Regions from separate parts of the Sus scrofa genome. Here region 1 is linked to region 2. Evidence: chromatin contacts called from public HiChIP or PLAC-seq data. All regions are on one chromosome and are shown on one strand. The core of a region is the stretch at or near the end of the contact, and the rest is flanking DNA. Distances in the headings are between cores, read along the strand shown.

Evidence for each region. HiChIP or PLAC-seq counts read pairs in DNA pulled down with a chosen protein or histone mark.
Region 1: a contact with region 2 is called in an H3K27ac HiChIP or PLAC-seq map of skeletal muscle, with 4 times the contacts expected there. The contact joins the promoter of DPT here to the promoter of NME7 in region 2. A contact is called at or near these places in 4 of 5 promoter capture datasets (fetal liver, fetal skeletal muscle, liver and 1 more), 17 of 47 Hi-C or Micro-C datasets (adipocytes, brain, embryonic fibroblasts and 9 more) and 2 of 2 datasets of contacts at active chromatin or transcription factors (alveolar macrophages and skeletal muscle).

The regions. Positions count from the first base shown.
Region 1 is chr4:82,284,497-82,290,972 of Sscrofa11.1, reverse strand. It overlaps DPT (dermatopontin), which reads right to left and starts at 3,316. Exons shown (of 4, transcript XM_003125649.5): 1 at 2,912-3,316. The coding sequence starts at 3,216.
Region 2 is chr4:81,636,979-81,643,376 of Sscrofa11.1, reverse strand. NME7 (nucleoside diphosphate kinase 7) reads right to left here and starts at 3,470. Exons shown (of 13, transcript XM_021089439.1): 1 at 3,336-3,470. The coding sequence starts at 3,338. It overlaps BLZF1 (golgin-45), which reads left to right and starts at 3,589. Exons shown (of 7, transcript XM_003355067.4): 1 at 3,589-3,964; 2 at 5,295-5,368. The coding sequence starts at 5,338.

The DNA of each region.
Region 1 (6,476 bases), core at 2,067-4,566, 650 kb before region 2:
TAAAAGAAACCTGCAGGAATCCCCAAGGAGGCTCAGCGGAAACAAATCGTACTAGCATCCATGAGGACGCAGGTTTGATCCCTGGCCTTGCTCAGTGGGTTAAGGATCCGGCATTGCCATGAGCTGTGGTGTAGGTCACAGATGCAGCTCGAATCTGGTGTTACTGTGGCCGTGGTGTTGGCCAGCAGCTACAGCTCCGATTTGACCCCTAGCCTGGGAACCTCCATCTGCCTTGGGTGTGCCCCCCAAAACAGATAAATAAATAAATAAAATAAACTTGCAAACTAATGTACTTACACAAGGCAGTCAAACTGCACAAAATTATCTACTCTTCTCCTGTAACAGACTAAATGCCTGAAGCCAAAGGGGAGGTTTAATTGCTCCCTAGTTTATGAGCAATTTCTCTCCTTCCAGATTTTTCACTGAGACTGGAGTCTAAACTCAAAGCAATAATCATCTAAAAAAAAAAAAAAAAAAACCTCTGGGGTAATTGGTTTCAGTCCTGGGGCAGCTGAGTCCTACTGTTTTTCACGTTTGTACATTTTTTACTCTGTGATTAATGGAGCAGGAGAAGGAGGCAACAGAGGGTGGAAAGGTGAAAGTAAAAAAATCATTTGACTCTTCATACTCAAAAATGTGGAGGAAGAAGAGGTGGAAAAGAGAGAGATCTTGCCTGTCAGCTTCTTGTTTGACTCCCAATGGCCAGATAAAATCATATAATTTCCACTCCCTCTCTTGCTTCCCTTCAAATAGTTTGAGAGTTAATGACAAACCAGTCACACGTTGGCAAGTTTTCAATGAAACATAATTTGCCTTCTCTGCCTAGCAGAGATAAACACAAGCATCAACAGAATACAAGAAAAATCCAGCTGTATTTTCAGGGCCAAACAAAGCATAGAGTATTGGAGCCCTGGAGCCTTCCAGGATCATGCAGTCTGACCATTCATTTTCCCGAATGTGGCAGGAGACTAGAGAGCTGAACCCATGGTCCAAGGTCACCCGGCAAGTTGTCTTTTAGAACTAGGATCTAAATTCAGGCTTCCTGACTCAGAGCCCAGGGCTCTTCCCTTGGGTCTAAGAAATCATCTGGGTACTATTTTGCTGTGGCTCAAAAGGGGGCATCAGAAAGGGGCCCCACCCATATAATCGTGCCCTAAATGGGAGGACTAGACAGACCATTGTAATTAGGTCATTCCCATGCTCTGTGCCAGGCAGTGGGCCTGACTATGGGGAGCCACTGGAAACTGTCAGTCATTGACGGGAGGCTGGGCTGTGAGTCAGCCATCCGTCAGAAGGGGTTTGGGATAATTAAATCTGCTCTTTAGGGGCAGTGGGCATGGATGAGTAAAGCGCAACAAAGGGGCCCCTGCCTATAGCTGCCCATGACCCTCTCTGCATTCCTTGTACAGGCTGGCTGCACCCCTCCTCAATCTTGGTGGTAATCAAGCTGGTTCCATCCCTCCAGACCTAGCTCCTGTTCTGATCTTGCAGATTCCTGCCCTCCCCAGTATGAAGAACTTCCCTGAGTCCAGAAGTGTGGCCCTGGCTATGCTGACCAAGCCCCCACTGCGCAGAGGCAGCAAACTCTCAAGTAGCCTGTTACCATGACTAAGAACTGAAATGCTTTGGTATTGAGGCTCGCTGAATCCAAATCCTGGCTCTACTACTTTCCAGAAGAGGAAAGCCCTGGTCTCTAGACTGTAGCCTGTCTACCTATAAAATGACTTACAGATTTGTTTTGATCATTAAATGAGATAATCCATATAAAGCATTCAGCACAGTGCTTGCTCAGGGTAAGCACTCAATCAATGGCAGCTGTTTTTATTACTCTGTTGCCTGGCTCTCCCACCCATCAGTCTTTTTGTCTTGATTTCCATCATTGCTCTGTGACCCACAGAATTTTGTGCTCTGACCCCCACTGTACCACTGTACCACTGATGGGACTCTTCAGTCTTCTCTCAACAATTACCACAGTGGCAGCCTGCAAGCCCGGCTTCCTCCTCCCCCAGCCAGGCTCCCCCAGTATTTGCCTCCACCCTCTCTGCCAACTCACCCAGCAGTCCTGCCTCCATCTAGGCTGCAGTGACTAACTGGCCTCAAAGTCCATACCTCCTGGGATGAGTTCTGATCAAGATCAAGGGTGAGCCAGTGATACCCCACAGCAAAGACACAGACTCAGGCCATTCCTATGTCATTAACCACAGCAGAACCTAGTCAGGTAAGATTAGTACTTCTCTCCCCAAAGACTTTAGTAAATAAACTATTTCCTAGAAATAAAGCCCATTACAAATTCAGACAGAGAGAAGGACCATGGTACTTAAAACTGAGAGAGCACATTTAATCAGGCAGCAGAGAAACATTTAATTTCATTTCTCTTTGCCTACATTTCTTTGACCCCTCTGCCCCAATTTACTTGCTCTAAATCAGGACTTCTCAAACTGTCTGTGGTAAGGGTCTCATTGTTTACTATCCCCAAACAGTTGGGTACTGATACTTTTGTTAAAGAGTCAAAATAAATGACTACCAAACTTAAATGCCATTTGGACATCACAGCAATGTTAAGTTGCTTCAAAGTTTCTTAAATACTTTCCATTTCTACACTTATCTTTTGGCAGACTGGGAGAACATTTCCCAGACCCACAGTAGTCCGTGGACCGAATTGAGAGTGGGGCTGCTTCTAGAAGGGACAGAACCACAGGGGAGTCTGTCTGCCATGGACACTCCCCATCCTGGGTTTTTGTCTTGTAGGGCCATCAGCTCAATCGCAGTCCTGCCTCACCCAGAGCACGCAAGGGGAAGGTTCCTGGTAGGACTTGCCCAATCCTTAGTGCGCGCTCTTCCCTGAGGGTCAAGCAGCCCCCAGGAGGAGGGCTGTCATGTTCCCAGCCGTCTGCCGCCCTCTGGCTCTTACCATTCCATTCCAGCCCTGTTGATCTCCTCCCACCAGCACTCCGAAGGCTCCCCGAGGCTCTGCGGCGTGGGCATGCAGGCGTAGTTCCACTGTCTGTCAGATCCTTCCTTCTTGTTGAAGATGCTCCTCACAGCCACCACCACCTGCCCATGGGGACACTGGTAGCTGAAGCCCTGCCGGTTCAGATTCACCCACCCGTCGTCGCTATAGTCGTGGTACTGCTGGTATGGGTACCCGTAGTCACCGTACTGTCCCCAGGCCACGGTGACCAGTGGCAGAAGCACCCACAGAAGAGTGAGGTCCATGCTGCCTGGAATTCTGGCAAAAAATATGACCCTATGTCTGCTGGGCTGCCTGTTTTATACAGCTGCTGCTGACATGTGGCTTCCAGATGTGGGTGAGCAGGCTCCAACTGCAGTGTGTCATCGTTTAAGCAAAAGTTTTCGGCGCAGAGATCCTGGCCATAAGTACATTCAGTTTGTTTTAAGGTGGAATTCTAGGAAAGCTGTAAATGGGAGAAACTCTCTAGAGAAGGAACAACTCAGCAGATAGATTTTAAAAGCAAATGGCTTCACACTCCTTAGAACTATTCACCTGAAAAAAAAGCAGTGTATTTATTCCTCATCTCTCAGTACCTTACCTCTTTATGCTCCACTCTATTGCTGCTATCAACCCCCTGCATTTATTCTCCAAACCAGCTTTGAAGGACCACACACATGCAGAACGTGATTAAAGTGATTTCAAAACACCAAAATAATAGGATGAAGGGACAGAATCATTTAAAGTACTGCAAGGCTGGATGCCTGATTTCTTTTAAGTTCTTAGCCTCACATCTTTTAACTACCAGTTAAAGCCACATTTGTAGGCTACTCTGAGTATTCAGTCACATATGGAAGTACTATGTGAGAGTCCATGGGGAGACAAGTTGGGCATTATCTCTACACTTAAGCATCCTTCTGAGCTGCTGAAATTAGACCTAGCTATACCTAGAAACTGTGCTTGGCTCTCAAATATGTAATGAGTTTAATCTGAATAAAGCTGCCTTTTTTTTTTTTCTTTTCTTTTTTTGGCCATGCCTGAGGCATGTGGAAGTTCCCTGGCCAGGGATCCAATCTGTGCCACAGAAGGGCCCCATGCCACTGCAGTGACAACGCTGGACCCTTAACCCCTGTGCTGCAAGAGAACTGAATAAAGCCACTTTTTATCCTTTGGTTTTTTTCCCCCTCCAGGTTAAGTTTTCTTTGGAATGACATATAATTTACATATAATAAATGCATCTTTTCCAATGTTCAGCATACAGTCATTTAGCCAGCACCATCAAGACATAGAACAGTTCCAGAAAGCCTCCAACCCCGTTATGCTTTGGTAGTCAAATCCTCCCCAAGACCCCGCCCCTGATAACCTTCAATCTACTTTCTGTCACTATCACTATGCCTTTTTTCAGGATGTCAAGTAGGTGGAATCACACAATATGCAGTTTTTTGTCTACTTTCACTAGGAATAATGCTTCCGAGATCCATGCATATCACTGTGTGTCAGTAGTTTATTCCTTTTCACTTTTGAGTGGTCTTCTATGGTATGGCTGTCCTACAGGCAGCTTATACCTTTGAAAGACATTTGATTTTTCTCCAGTTTTTAGGAATTATGAATAAAACTGCTATAAATATCCATGAACAAGTTTTTGTACAAACAAATTTTTATTTCATTTGGTCAAATACTTAGGAGTGAGGGTGCCAGATCTTAAGGTAAGTGTATTTTTAATCTTGTAAGAAATTACCTGATATCTAAAATGCCGAACCATTGTGGATCCCTCCCAGAAAATTGCTGTTACTTTTATTGTAGCCATTTTAATAGGTTAATAGATTCCCAGCGGTATTTCAGTGAGGTTTTGATTTGCATTCCCCTAATGACTAATGATTTTCAGCATCTTTTCATGTGTTTATTGGCCCTCCATCTGTCTTCTTTGGAGATTTAACTGTTTAAATCTCTTGAGCCCTCTGGGCATCTCCTTAGTGGATAGTATTTACCATTTTTCACCAGGGCCGTCCTTAAGAAAGTTTCTTAAAATTGATGGTTGAAGACCAATTATCTCTTAAGCACTTGTGAGGATGATTAAAATGCAGATTCCTGAACTTTACTCCAGTCCTACTAAAATCATAACCTGGTACCCAGGTATCTGCATTAAAAATTCTTCAAGGTGATTCTTATTCATATCAAAGTTTAAGATCCACTTTCTTAAAGGAATATGGGACCAGGGAAGAGGGGTGAATCACACTCTAAGTCCTACTCCTTGCCCAATGTATAGCACATTTAACAGATGGCATTCAGGTTAGATTAAGGTAACCTTGAAGGAGAAAGTTACACATAGGAGGAAAGCAAATAAGTGGTGTGGTGTGTGTGTGTGGTGTGTGTGCACGCACTGGGCATGTAATTAGCTCTGGTGATGTAGTTATCAAAGGGAGGGGAAACTCGGGACTGAATAGGCATATGAATCCCAGTTTTGTTTTAGTACCACCTTCTCCTATCACTTCTATCCACAAGTAACTCCCTAGTGTTGGCAACTGGAGTGCTCCAAGTTCAGGGTGACCACTTGGATTTATGATATGCTGGAACTATACCTAGACACAGTGCTTGGCTTTCAAATATGTAATGAGTTTAGTCCTGTCAGCACTTAAAAATTACCTGGGGAAACTTTTGAAAAATGCCAGTGTCTGAGCCTCACCCCAGACCCATAAGAAGCTTTTGAGCTGAGTCCAGAAAATAGTAGCCTTGAAAACTTTCCTGTATGATTTGCATGTACGGTCAAGATTGATAACCACTGCTATAGAGAGTTTTGGGTATTTTTTTGGCTGCACCCTTGGCATGCAGAAGTTACCAGGGCCAGGGTTTGAACGCTAGCCACAGCAATTACAACACTGAATCCTTAACTGCTAGGCTACTGGGGAACTCCTAGAGGTTTTAAAATGTGTCATCCTAATGCTCATGAGTTATATCCTGCATTCTGGGTAGGATTTACCAGTAATCTTAAACCTTAAAGAGCTCCAAGAAACAAGTCATCGTAAGCACTCATCTTTATCATGCATTCATTTCCCAACAATTTCCAGGCCCTGCCTGTTCCCTGTTCTCTGCAGACCTCTCTTATTTTACAGATTACAGCTACCATAGATTACAGACTCCCTGTAACGTACATGAGTAAACATCTTTATAGATTAGGTTAGATTAGGTATAGATTCCTATTACTTACAGTCGAAAACATCCTAACTCATGAAATGTCTGAGATTCCATAAACTGCTGAGAACTTGGAGCCAATTGCTAGAGGCCTCACAGAGAATGGTTCCCCTGAGCAGACATTAAGAATATTTAAGGAGTTCCCGTTGTGGCGCAGTGGTTGGCGAATCCGACTAGGAACCATGAGGTTGCGGGTTCGGTTCCTGGCCTTGCTCAGTGGGTTAACGATCTGGCGTTGCTGTGAGCTGTGGTGTAGTTGCAGACATGGCTCGGATCCCGTGTTGCTGTGGCCCTGGTGTAGGCCGGTGGCTACAGCTCTGATTGGACCCCTAGCCTG
Region 2 (6,398 bases), core at 2,221-4,720:
TTCCTGCTAATCTCCACCACACACCTGTACTGCTACCACCCCCACATCACCTCATAATCTAATATCTACTCTTTTTTCACATTAAACCATAAGGTCAGTTCCTGCAATACTCGACGCTCCTTTGATCTTGTTGTTAGTTTGCCTAGAACCCTTCCCTCGTTCACTGCAGTTTATCATTCAGTCCATTCAGACAAAGCTCACTTCCTTAGAGGAGCCTTCATTTACCACCCAATTTGAAAGAGCCACCACACCCAACTCCAGGCAGAATAAGAGGATAGGGATAGAAGTTCACTGATCTTAGGGTTGTTGGGAATTCTGAATGAAAAAATATCAGACAGGCACAAAAAAACAGTATTCCACAAATGTCACTTACTATCTCCCTATGCCATGGTACAGATCACCAAATTCCAGCTATTGAAATTCTATTCCACTTGCTTTGTGGATTTTCTGATTCTGAAAAGTGAAAATTCCATCCTCCAATATCCCCCAAGTACTTGGTACCCTCACAGACACTTAACACATTCTTATTTTTTTTTAATTTATTCAGCTGAGTGCCTAATACAATCTAAGCAATGGCAGTGAACAAAATAAAGATCCATTCCTCTAACAGATCAAGTCTAGTAAGAGTGACAAACCTATTAAATAATTTCAACTGAATGTGGTAAGTACAATAAGAGAAATGTGTACTGTGTAAAGTTGTGACAAAAAAAGAATGAAGAGTCAACTCTCTCTGAGTAGAGAAAGAAGAAAAACACCTAACCTAGGAATGAAGAATCAATAGGAGTTTGGCTAGCAAACATGGCAGTAAAGGTATTCCAGGTGGAAGGAACAGCATGTGCAAAGTAGAGGAAAGAGGCTTACCACCAGTTTGCAGTTGCTTGGAATGTTCAATGAAAAGGCAAGTAACTAAAAGAATGTCTAAGAAAGTTTCATGACAGAAGCAAGACAGGTTAAGTCCTAGATCATAGAAGGCTTTGTATGCCATTCCAGATAGGCTGAATTTTTATACTGTTGGGAATGAGGAGTCTAGAGTTCTAAAGCGGTAATTAACATCAACAGATTTAGGGTTCAGTAAATTCCTTCTTGTGGTAGAGAAAATAATGAATTGAAGAATTACCAGACCAGAGTGTTAAAGACACTACTACAACAGTGCAAGCAAAAGCTGAGGAGATCTCGGAGTTCCCGTCGTGGCACAGTGGAAATGAATCCAACTAGGAACCATGGGGTTGTAGGTTCTATCCCTGGCCTCGCTCAGTGGGTTAAGGATCCAGAGTTGCCATGAGCTGTGGTGTAGGTTGCAGAGGCTGCTCAGATTTGGCATTACTGTGGCTGAAGCATAGGCTGGTAGCCGTAGCTCTGATTACACCCCTAGCCTAGGAATCTCCATAAGCCTCGGGTGAAGGCCTAAAAAAAGCGAAGGAAAAAAAAAAAAGAATTGAGGAAATCTGAAACTAAACCAGAATCAGGTGACCAACTGAACAGAGAAGACATAGGAGAGAAAGGAGTGTAGGAAAACTCTGGTTTCTGGTTTAGGTTATAAATATAGTGGTAGCATCAACTTGGTGAAACAAAAAAAGCCAGGTGAAAAGACAGCAAGTTCAGTTTTGGTTGAGTTTGAGGGGCCTTTGTGGTAACCAGCTAGAAGTGTCCAGGTCTTACCAGATCTGAGATGAAACTGAAATTTAAGAATGAATGCTTACCAGGTCTGAGATGAAACTGAAATTTAAGAATGAATGCTTAGGCATTAGTGGAACACTTGTGTGTGGATGAAATCAGCCAAAGAAAATGGACAGACTAAGAAATTAAGGAATGAATCCCAGAGAATGGCATTTAAAAAGTAGGCAAAGCCAGTGGGGAAAAAAAAAAAGAAGGAATGAATGATGATGAGCTTCATCTATCAAAGAGAGGCTAAATAAATTTTGAGAAGAAACTCCTGGATTTGGCCATAAGAAATTTAAGCAAGAACAACTTCATGAAGCCATTAGAGGAATTCAGATAACTGAGTGCTGAGGATGAAAGTAAAGAGCTGAATTTGATACAAATGGAAGCACTATGCTTTCAAGCAGTTTACTGATAAATGGGAGGACTAGGCAATAAACTGAACGAACACAGGCTGGGGGTGTGCTTTTGTTTTATTTCATTTTCTTAAGGTGTATGGCTTGAACACGGGGGGGGGGGTGGGGGGAGAAGGAAATGGTGAGGAAGAGGCTGAAAGCACAGGAAAGAAAAAAATATAACCAAAAGCAGAAAGTCCTATAAGGAATGGGAGGGAATAAAATCTAGAGCAAAGATGGAAGCATTATCCTTCAATACCTGTTTCTCTGAACTAGAAACACAAGACCTAACAGAGAAAGAAGGGGTGGTGGGTGGATCTCTGTTTGTTGTTGCTGTTCTTTCTTTCTAGAGCCACACCTGTGGCATATATAAGTTCCCTCGCTAGGAGTCCAATCCGAAGCCTACACCACAGCAATGCCAGGTTCTGGCTAAATCCTAAGCGGCAGCTTGCAGCAATGCCAGATCCTTCACCCACTGAGCGAGGCCAGGGATCAAACCCACATCCTCATGGATACTACTCTGGTTTTTAATGCATAGAGCCACAACGGGAACTCTGGGTGGGTCTCCATATTTAATTTCATAGCCATACCTGGCATTCTCGAACATGTGATCGAATGAAAATCATCTATAGGCTTTTTTAAAAATGCAAATATGGAGCCTGTTTCTATTCATGCAGAATTTCTGAAGGTGAAGCTCTAGCAAGTGAATTTTCCAGAAGTGATTTCCAAGTGATATTATGGAGTATTCCTGTTAAAAGGTAATCAACTGTATAATTTAGGGCTAGTGCAAAATGCAGCTATTATTAGGTGGCCCTTAGGGTGTGGAACGGTACTCGGCCCTCAAGAGAGCAAAGACTACAGGATTCAGAGAGATTCGGATCAGTCATGAAAAAGTCAAATAAACATCACCACATACTTTTAAATGAAGCGTGTTAAAGTGAAGCTGAGAGGTTGAAAAAAATGCAATGATGAAAAATGCATACATCTCCAATGTTTGACCGAAATAAGGTCTCACCTCAGACTACTAGACTCCGTGTCTTAGCCTTAAACTTCCTGTCACAATACTCTACAGGCTCAGCAGGACCAAAGTGTAATTCAGGGTGCTGCAAGAAGTAGGGAAAGCGAGGAAATTGCACGGACAGTTCCTGGAAAGGGACAAAGAAATAACCAGCCGAAGGTAGAAGCGATCTGGATGCCTCTCAACGCCCAGACGCCCCAGGACCTGGGACAAAGCATAAACAAGACCGCGATGCCTTTCTTCTGACACCGCCTTGCACTCACCATCGCCTCGGGATCTCAGCACCAGGAAATAGGTAACTTTGCGACTGGAAAACACCTACACCAACACCAACGCCAGGTTACTCTGGCAACAGAGCCCCACCTACTGCCGGACTCGGAGCGGGCCGCCACTACCCCGCCCCTTTGTCCTTAGTGGCTGGGAGTAAATAGAGCTCCGCCCACCCAGCCGACCGACCCGCCCCTTCACGCCGTAGCTTGGAGCAACGGAACACCACCTACCTCTTTCCAGCATCATCACTTCCGTTTGGTTGAAAGGCGACCCGGAAGTTCAGGCTTATATGCGGCTAGGGTCCAAGTATTCTTTTTTTTATTTTTTAATAAGAGTCTACCCAGTTTTGTTTTACTGAAGTCTTGAATCGTATATTCTGCGTCACTGCGTCACTTGAGTTTAAATGGCACCAAAAGTGTTTTCCTTCTGAAAAGTATTCCGGAAACGAAACCCTGAGTAATCGGAAGTAATTAGCCGTGAACCAAAAGCTTGATGTCCCCAAGGTTGGGGCGGATCGGCTTCGGAATGCTAGAGGAGTGTGCGCGGAAGTTAACCCGTGATATCTAGCCAAAGAACCTGTAAAGTGAGGCCCCCTGCAATTGGGAGAGTAAGAATCTGAGAGGTAAGTCCAGGAAAGGGCTTGTGTAACTGAGAGGGGATTTTGGAAAGGGACAGAGGTTTGGATTGAAGTGTGTTGTTCATTCAGTCGCTTTAGATTTAAGGAAAGGTTGCCCGTTGTTCCAGGAAGGTTTGTTCAGACAGGGACGGAACTTTGGATTTGACTTCTGGGGATGGCAGAGGTTGACAGGATTGTCGCTTCCACTCCTGCCACCTTCATACCTGTTACACACTCCAGACCCACCCCCACCCCCTTCAATTAGTATTTGCCTGCAGACCTTTGTACATTTCCCTGCGCATCTTCCGAGGGTTCATTGCTCTTGCGAAGGGTCTTTGGAGAGCTATTTTTCAGAACAGTGGCGGCGGGGGTGTGACTTTTAAGGAAGGTAGGCACGGAAGACGCTATGCTGAGTTATATCGAGTACTCAAGAGTTATCATTTTTGTGAGTGAAACCATTTGTCATCTAGTGCCTGGTTCATCATTCGTGATCACTGCATTAGTATTACCTTCCTTCTCATGTTCTCGCCTGAATCTTAGTAAGACTAAGATTTAGTAAGGTCATGCATACATTCTGAAAATATATGCTATGACATTTTAATTTTTACCAAGAAATGCAAATTAAGTTATTATGAATTTTTTGTCACTTGTTAAACATCTAAACAGAAGCTCCTCTGTCATGTAGTGAACAAAATAGTGTCCATGTCTCCTGAGAAGGTAATTACTTTAATACCTTTTTTTTTCCCCTTTTTTGGGCTGCATCCGCAGTATTTGGAGTTTCCTAGGCTAGGGGTGGAATCCGAGCTAAGCTGCTGGCCTACAACACAGCCACAACAGCACACTATCCAAGCTGTCTCTGCGACCTACACCGAAGCTCATGGCAACACCAGTTCCTTAACCTACTGATCTAGGCCAGGGATTGAACCCGCAACCTCACGGTTGCTAGACGGATTCGTTTCCACTGCACCAGGACTGGAATTCCTAATTACTTTTAAGTTCCTGGTATCTATCAATAATACAGAGCACCTGTAGTAACTACAGTACTATTTCTGAGCTAAATTTAAGGACGCATATCTGATAATTTAGAGTATATAGGTGATAATTTAGAGTATACCAGTGAAGCAGGAATTTGAAAGTAAACCACCTCTCATTTTTTTTAAGACATTGGGTAGTCATAACAATATCACCTTGTGAAAAAGGGGTGTAAGGGGCACTCCCTAAATGCAGGTTTACTAAATGAAGAAGCAAGTAGAATATCATAATCTTTAAATGACAGGGACTTAATGAATGTGTTTATATGGTATTGTTTTAATTATTTCATTTTATTCATATTTAGGTTTTTCAGTAGAAGCCCGGGGTACATTTTCATTTTTAAAAAAATGACTACTCTTGAAGGTTTAGAAACCAAAGGTAAGTTTTCTTCCTTTGATGATAATTGTTTTAAAACATGGAATTTATGATGATAGGACAAAGGATTGTTTGAGCCAGGTAGCAAAATCTCACAGAACCCTTAGGAATTATTTGTTTCACATCTCTTCGTATTTGTCTTTTAATGCACTGTTTACATCAGTACTTCAGGTATACAGTTGAATATTAGCATCATTTGATAATATTTATTACTACTGTTTATGTCTACTATTGTTAAACATTTAGTATAAAGCAAATTTTTACATCTATGTTCTCTGCCCACTAGAAGATTAGATTTAAATAAATAAGAGTATACATTTTCAAAATTTAGGTAGATGGACAAAAAACTGTGTGTATGTTTCTGTGTCCAAATTTCTCCTTTTTATAAGTACATCAGTCATATTGGATTAGAAGTGCACACTACTTCAGTACGATGTCATCTTAACTAATTACATCTGCAGTGACTCTGTTCCCAAATAAGGTCACATTCTGAGGTATGGTGGATTCAACATTATGAATGTTTTGAGTATTTGAAGCGGGACACTTTTTTTTTTTTTTTTTTTTTTTTTTTAATTTTTAGGGCCGCATCCACAGTACATGGAGATTCCCCGGCTAGGGGTCAAGTTGGGGCTGTAGCTGCCAGACTATACCACAGCCACAGCAATGCAGGATCCAAGCTGAGTCTGCGACCTACACCACAGCTCACGGCAACGCCGGATCCTTAACCCACTAAGCAAGACCAGGGATCAAACATTCATCCTCATAGATGCTAGTCAGATTTGTTAACCGCTGAGCCATGACAGGAACTCCCAGGACACAATTTAAATCAGAACACTTGCTAATTACAGTAATTACTTTTTAATCCTGCCTTACTTGTCCTTTGTGTGATGTTTCATACTGTGATCTTTCCTACCTTTTGAAATACTTTATTTCCTTGATTACCATGACTTCATTCTTATATTACACCTACTTTGTGGCCTTTTCTTGTCCAATACAGTAGCCACATGTCCCAATTTCTGTATAAATTAATATT